2 separate regions of the Ovis aries genome follow, and region 2 is linked to region 1. The links are chromatin contacts, called in public Hi-C maps. All regions are on one chromosome and are shown on one strand. The core of a region is the stretch at or near the end of the contact, and the rest is flanking DNA. Distances in the headings are between cores, read along the strand shown. Region 1 holds the start of SKIL (SKI like proto-oncogene). Region 2 holds the start of MYNN (myoneurin).

Evidence for each region. A called contact is a pair of places that touch in the nucleus more often than the background predicts.
Region 2: a Hi-C map of blood shows a contact between it and region 1, with 3 times the contacts expected there. The contact joins the promoter of MYNN here to the promoter of SKIL in region 1. A contact is called at or near these places in 2 of 16 Hi-C or Micro-C datasets (both in blood).

The regions. Positions count from the first base shown.
Region 1 is chr1:217,740,832-217,744,208 of ARS-UI_Ramb_v3.0, reverse strand. SKIL (SKI like proto-oncogene) reads left to right here and starts at 1,861. Exons shown (of 7, transcript XM_042234602.2): 1 at 1,861-1,965.
Region 2 is chr1:218,269,545-218,272,921 of ARS-UI_Ramb_v3.0, reverse strand. MYNN (myoneurin) reads left to right here and starts at 1,875. Exons shown (of 8, transcript XR_009595106.1): 1 at 1,875-1,937; 2 at 2,893-3,189. LOC132657246 (a long non-coding RNA gene) reads right to left here and starts at 1,828. Exons shown (of 2, transcript XR_009595111.1): 1 at 1,746-1,828; 2 at 35-1,385.

The DNA.
Region 1 (3,377 bases), core at 612-3,111:
CGCTAGACACGAGCCAAGTGCCCAGGGCTGACCAGATTGCTCACTCTCAAGACTGTCCAGCCTTCCACACTAAGACCTTCAGCCGGGCCTTGTGACTATTCTCGAGGTTAGAAAACCTGTCCCCCAGTCTCGCAGATGCTGTTCTCCCCCCACTGGCTCTGCACAGAACATCATTATCTTTGCTAAGCTTCTGTCTCTATGGCAATAACAGATGGGAAGTGCTGCGGAATTATTCATGTTCTGGAAATGAGGCAGTCAAGAAGGAGGGGAAGGTGCGGGGTGGGAGAGGGGGCACGACCTGGGAGCGCGGCGATGGGGGTGGGAGGAATGGAACTTGGGTGTGCACGGAATGAGAGGCTTGTAAGCCTCGGGTAGGCCCGTTGGGAGCAAAAGAGGAAAAAAAAAATCTACGAGCACAGGAGTATTCCCAGTCTGCTGGCTCCAAATGTGGATCCCACGAGTGACCTCGAAGCAGTAAAACCAGAAGAAATTGGACGAAAATGCGCAAAAAGGGGGGTGGGGTGGGGGAAGGGGGACAAAGCCAAGTCCTCTGAATTCGGTGCACTGAGATCTGGGGTACTATTTCAGTTCCTAATTTTGCGGTGGGGTGGAAAAAAGGGGTTTTTCTTGGTATTTCGAAATATGACGGAGCAGCTCGGCAGAGTTCAATATGCTAATCCTCCACAGCAGAACACCGACCAGGGAGACGACTCTCTTCGGCCCCGAGGGTCACAGCTGAAAGCGCTTCGGTCATCGCTTTCCTCGTCTCATCTCCTGTTCGCCTCCAAAACAAAATCCCAAACTCCTCAGGAAACACTGTAGAAGCATGTAATTTCTAGCTCCCTTTTGGAACCGAGAGAGCAGTCTGGTGAGGGGGTGGGGGGAGGGAGGCTGAGAAGTAGAGACAAAAATGTTTTCTCTCGGTTTTGCCAGAACTTCTGCCAGCCCTCCAGCCCGGCCCGATGGCGGAGGAGGTCAGCCCAGGGAAGGCGTCTGGGCGGAGGCCGCCCAGGCAAGGCGGGGGCCGCCGGGGTGGGGCGGAGCGCAGCGCAGCGCCGGCAGCTGGCGGGGCGGCCCTCGGGCGGGAGGCCCCGCAGGGGGCGGGGGGCAGCCCCCGCGCGCTGGGCCCACACGGGGGGCGCGGCTGGGCGGCCGCCACCCGGCTGCCTCCGGGGCGGGGCGGCCCAGCTGCGGCCCCGCGGGGGGAGGGTCGCCTGTGCCTGACCTCGGGCCGCGGCGCTCGGCCAGGCGGGCCTTGCCTCCGCCCTGCCGGCTGCTGGGGTCGCGCACAGTGCACCGCGCGGTCGCCCTGCCCCCCTCTCTCCGTGTCGCGCGGCGGCCGAGCGACCAGGGCGCCCCCGGGTCTGGCCCGTCTCCACGGAGCAGCGGGTGGGGCGGGGGCGGGGCGGTGGCGGCCCCAGACAGCCGGCTAGGCGACTCGAGGAAGGAAGGAGGGAGGGCGGCGGTGGGGGTGGGGCGGGGAGGGAACATCCTGTCTGCGCCGGGTGCACCGCAGACAGCGCCGCGCGCCAGCCGCCCAGACGGCGCACGGGGCCAGGAGTGCCGGGCGCGCGCCTGGGGGGAGGGGCGCGCGCGCCAGACGACGGGCCAGGGGAGCCCTAGGGAGCCACTATAGGGCAGACGGCGCGCGCGTCCCCGAGGGGCTAGGAGCCGCGAGGCGGCGGCGGCGGCGGCGGCGGCGGGCTTGCGCGCGCGGTGCCGCCGCTGGCTCAGTTCTCCTCTCCTCCCCTCCCCCTCGCCGCCCTCGCTCTCCCCCGGGCGGCCGGAGACGGCGGCGGCGTCTGCGGGAAGCCGTGTGTCTCCGCAGTGACGTGGGCGGGCCGAGGGCTCGGTGACGTCAGAGGGCTGTGTGTAGCGATGTGTGTGGGGTTCGGAGCGGCGCCGGCACAGCCAAGGGGAGCGGGCGAGCGGCGGCGGCGGCGGCGGCGGCGGCGGCGGGCACAGGTGCGGCCTCGGCTCGCGGGGCGGGGTGGGGGACGCGGCGGTAGGCTAGGGGCGCGCGGCTCCCGGGGTGCCCGACGGCTGCGCCGGGCGTCAAGGGGAGTTAACAAAGCTCGTCGGGCTTCCTAGGGTGCGGAGGCCGTAGTCGGGGGTCCGGATGCTGGGTCCCGGGTGGGGTCGGGGCCACGGGGGGGCGCGGGCCAGGTGTCCTACGGTGGATCATGCCTCGCTTATCCCGAGTGATGGGCGCGGGCAGGGGCCGGGTGCTGCACTTGACTGGACCCGTCGGGACCCCGAACCCTGGACGCCCGTCACTGTCCCCTTCCGATTCCCCCCGCCGCCCGTCTGCGCTCCGCGGGGATGCCCTGGGCTCGACCCGGTAGGTCGGCGCTCAGCGACTGGGAGGTCCCGGCTCGTTGCCCCTCCCGCCCGCTGACCCCTCTCTCCTCTGTCCGGGGCAGGCAAGGGGAGGTGCAGCCTTAGGGGTGCTCGGGTAACACCCGAGAACTTCCCGGGGAGAGGGTGCGCGGGGGATTTCCACAGTCCTGCCTGCGGCCCCCTTAGCGGGGCGGTGTTGAGAGGGCACCGGGGTGTTCCGACACTGCGGGGGGGCGGGGTTTGGGGGACTCCTTTTCCTCCACTTCTCACTACCCACTTGCAAGCCTGAGGCGTCCCGGGTGCCTTGCCCTCCTCTCCCCGCCTCCGCCTCGGGTTTAAGGTGGGTGAGTGGCTTTGCGTGGGCCGAGGATTTCAGGGTTTGAGGGCTCCCCATTCTGTCATGCCTCCTGCCCTCTTCCTTGGCCTGCGTAGGCTGAGGTGTTCCTGTGGTGGGCGAAAGTCAGTACGTTGGCTAGTGGCCTTGGTACTTAACCCTTTGGGTCTGTTTTAAGGTAAATTGCTTGGAGTTTGGCTGGCAAAAATTTCTGTTTACTGGATTTTTTTTGCATTTTCTCTTAAGAAGGAAGTGGAAGAAGAATCTTTGCTTTTTCCCTCTTCCTCCATTTGCATTCTTTGTGAGGTCTGTCTGCCTTGTGCTTTTTGTCCCGGATTAGTCTTATTCAAGGATGGAGATTCCCAGGAGTGCAGTCTATAGCTTTTGGCTTCCATTAAGCAAATTCGCTAACCTTTTAAAGGGAAAGTTAATTTTTGCCTGTAGTTATTCCAGAAAAATAACGTACACTGACCAGATGAATTATGCACTTAAGATTGTGACTTTCGTGTAGTAGATGTGTTATAACTGGTATTTGATTTTTAGATGAAACTGGTGGGTTTTTCTGTTTGTTTTTTAATTAAGAGATGAAGTAATAGGTTATTTTAGTTAAAATATATTATTTTAATTAAAATCGCATAACTGAGAAAAAACCTCTAGTACTGAGTTTTGGGTGAGATGATCTGCTTAAGGTTTTTCCTTTTCT
Region 2 (3,377 bases), core at 626-3,125, 530 kb before region 1:
AAAATTCTGATGAATATTTGCAGTACCTTGGGAATTTGAATTTTCTACGTGGAGTTTATTTGACAAATATTCTTATTAATGGCTTGCACGTGGAAGAAGGGTTCCAGAGTTTAAACAACTGTTTTTAAATTCAATTCACAACCTGATACTGAAAAACTAATGTACAGCCTAGTAAGAGTAATTAAACGCAGGGTAAAAACTGGTAATCCCTGTCACCTCAGCACTCTTTGTATTACAAGTCATTCGGTTTTCCATTAGTTTTCCCATTGAGATTGTTGATTTTTCTAAATGCCAGAGACCATGTTTTGCGGTCTTTCATATACTTCCTGTTTGACACCTAGTATAGACTCACAGCTATCCCTCAATTAATAAATTACGAAAAATGATTCCGACAAAAATAAATAATCAGAAAATTTCTCAGAGACAAGACGAAATCAAGAAAGAACCAGCCTCATTTTTTTCCCTTATAAACCTAACGGTTGTGGGACTTCCCCCCCCCCAACCCCCCCACCATAAACATGGTTCTTACCGAGTCGAAATAATTTACTAAGAGAGCAAACAAAATCTGGTTGTAAAACAAATCTCGAGAAAAAAAAAGAATAAATTCAAGTTTACAATGTTCTTTAAAATAAAGTCGTGAGCAAATTTCCCATGGTCCTGACACAACTTTTAACAAGGAAAAAAAAAAAAGCTGAAGTTTTGGGTTTCCTTAGATTTTTTGATGTCCGCGAGTAGCATGAAAGAACTCACCCTAACATATCAGCACGTACCGTTTGTACGTCTTTTTAAATCACGGAGATAACCTTTCCGTCACTGTGGTTGACCGCGTGCTCAGTCCTGTCTCTTTCCTACCCCATGGACTGTATGTAGCCGGCCAAGCTTCCCTCACTGTACAAAAATCTGCATAGAATGCAAATAATTGTATTAAATGTTTTCTAGTCTACAGGCCCACTCTCCAGTATCCCGTGGGTGGAGGAGCCCGGTAGGCTGCAGTCCATAAGTCGCCAAGAGTCTGACAGGACTGAGCGACTTCACTTTCACTTTTCACTTTCACGCACTGGAGAAGGAAATGGCAACACACTTCAGTGTTCTTGCCTGGAGAATTCCAGGGACGGGGGAGCCTGGTGGGCTGCTGTCTATGGGGTCGCACAGGGTCGGACACGACTGAAGCGACTTAGCAGCAACAGCAGCAGTAGTCCACAAGCAGAACCTTTTCCGGTATAAAGCCCACCTTTCCTCAAGCGCATGCCCAGTGTGCCCTACTGCTTTGCGCCGCTTTCTTGCATCTCAGACTTCTATCACCAGGTAAGGGTATCCTGGATACTGGGCTCCAGTTGGCTGATGCAAACAAGACTCATAGTTTCCCAAGAGCTTTCCGGCAGTACCTAAAATAAAAAGGGGTGATCAGTCTCAGCTACAAAATTCCCATGGCCGAGAGCCGGAGTACACAAGATAGCTATTCCCACTCGTGGGCCTCAAGGAAGTGGAGGATAATGGGAGAAGACGAGCAACTAACTATAAACCCCAGCATACAATGCACAATTTGGCTCCTGGAAAGCAGCCCGCAGGGCAGCGCGGCTCAGCCTCCGCGCAAAACGCAGGCCGAGCGCGAGATGCTGACTATCTAGAATGCTCAAGGTGAGGACAACAGGCTTGGTTCCGTAAGAGAGCCCTTAGTCTCCTAGCCAAGACTCTCCCTGTTTCCGGGTGTTCCCGGTGTGCGAAGTAGCGGGGTCTCTATGTACCAGCCTGCTACTCTCAGGCTGCTGTTGGACCTCCAGGGTCTTAGAGCCTACTGCGTACACGCGGATCGCCCGGAGCCGGATGTGACGTCATCGTGGAGGAAGCAGGGAAAAGGCGGAGCGTGGCGTGGTGACGTCCTTCCAAGATGGCGGAGAGCGACTGAAGAAACTGTGTTCCCCCTCGGGTTTCTATAGGTGAGTTCTATTTTTGCCCCCAGGCTGCTATTCCCGCTCTCTCCAGACCTTGGGGCATTGGAGGGCAGGCTCCGTGGAGTTCGCATTCAGGCCGGAGTGAAGGTGTTAGGGTGGAAAGCTAGGGCGAGGCAGCCCCGATGTTGGCCTTGGCCACAACCTCTGCCGTGGGAATTGGGGGAGTGGGAGCCGGGCTAAGGGCAGGAAGGCGGAAGTCGGGAGAGACCGGCTTTTACTGTCACTTTCCCTTGCGGCCTCCAGTAGACCGGGGTGGTGGTAGGGAGGAGCGTGGCCTCCTCGGGGCGGGTGACCAGATCTTTGAAAACTTTTGGCCCTTGTGCTGGTTCTCCGCCCCCTCCGGCACCCGCCTTTCATTTAAGCTACTGTATGCTCTGCGGAAGGTAACGGGTTTCGGCAATTTGAGAGCAGTTTTACACTTAGTCGAAAGGCAGAGAGGCAGTTGATAAAATTTTAACGAATTCCTACCATGTCCTTTGACCATTTGTCCCAAGGAATCATTTCTTAGTGGTTTATTAATTTTTTTTGTTGTTTTTTCGTAATTTACATGTGCCCACTGAGCTTGAAACTGAAGGTTCAACTGATGATCAGTTCACTTCAGTTCAGTCGCTCAGTCGTGTCCGACTCTGTGATGTAGAAGTGTGAAATTTTGCGGTGCTTTTTTTTGTTTCACTTTGTGGAAATGTTTTCACACATCGTCATTTGTTGACGTGTCCAAAGGTTTGTGTTAGTTGACCAAGATGAAATAAAAACTAGGAAGGATTTTTGTCCCTTCGGCATTTTTATCCGTATTTGCTTGGTAAGAATTTTCTGGGGACGTAAAATGAGAACAGGCTTTGTTCTTGTTTGGATTCTATGTCTCTTTATTCACCAATGGCTTGGGAGAAAAGTTTGATGAAAATTTAGTGGTGCTGATTTACTCTCTCTCTTGTTTTTTTAGAACAAGGATAGAATTCGATTCCGATATCAAAATGCAGTATTCGCACCACTGTGAGCACCTTTTAGAGAGACTGAACAAACAACGGGAAGCAGGTTTTCTTTGTGACTGCACCATAGTCATTGGGGAATTCCAGTTTAAAGCTCACAGGAATGTGCTTGCCTCGTTTAGTGAATATTTTGGTGCAATCTACAGGAGCACTTCTGAGAACAATGTCTTTCTTGATCAGAGTCAGGTGAAGGCTGATGGATTTCAGAAACTGTTGGAGTTTATATACACAGGAACTTTAAATCTTGACAGGTAAGGTACCTATGTTATTTCTTTCCACTTACAAAAGCTGGTCAATAGTCTTGAGCTAAAGCAGATTAGTATTTTTTCCATTCAGTCCCTGAACTCTCAGTCTTCAAATACTGATGTGCCCAGTGTTGTTTTTAATAAAGAGGTCAATATCACTGGTTTGCAGTAAACAGACTACATTTCATAAGCAC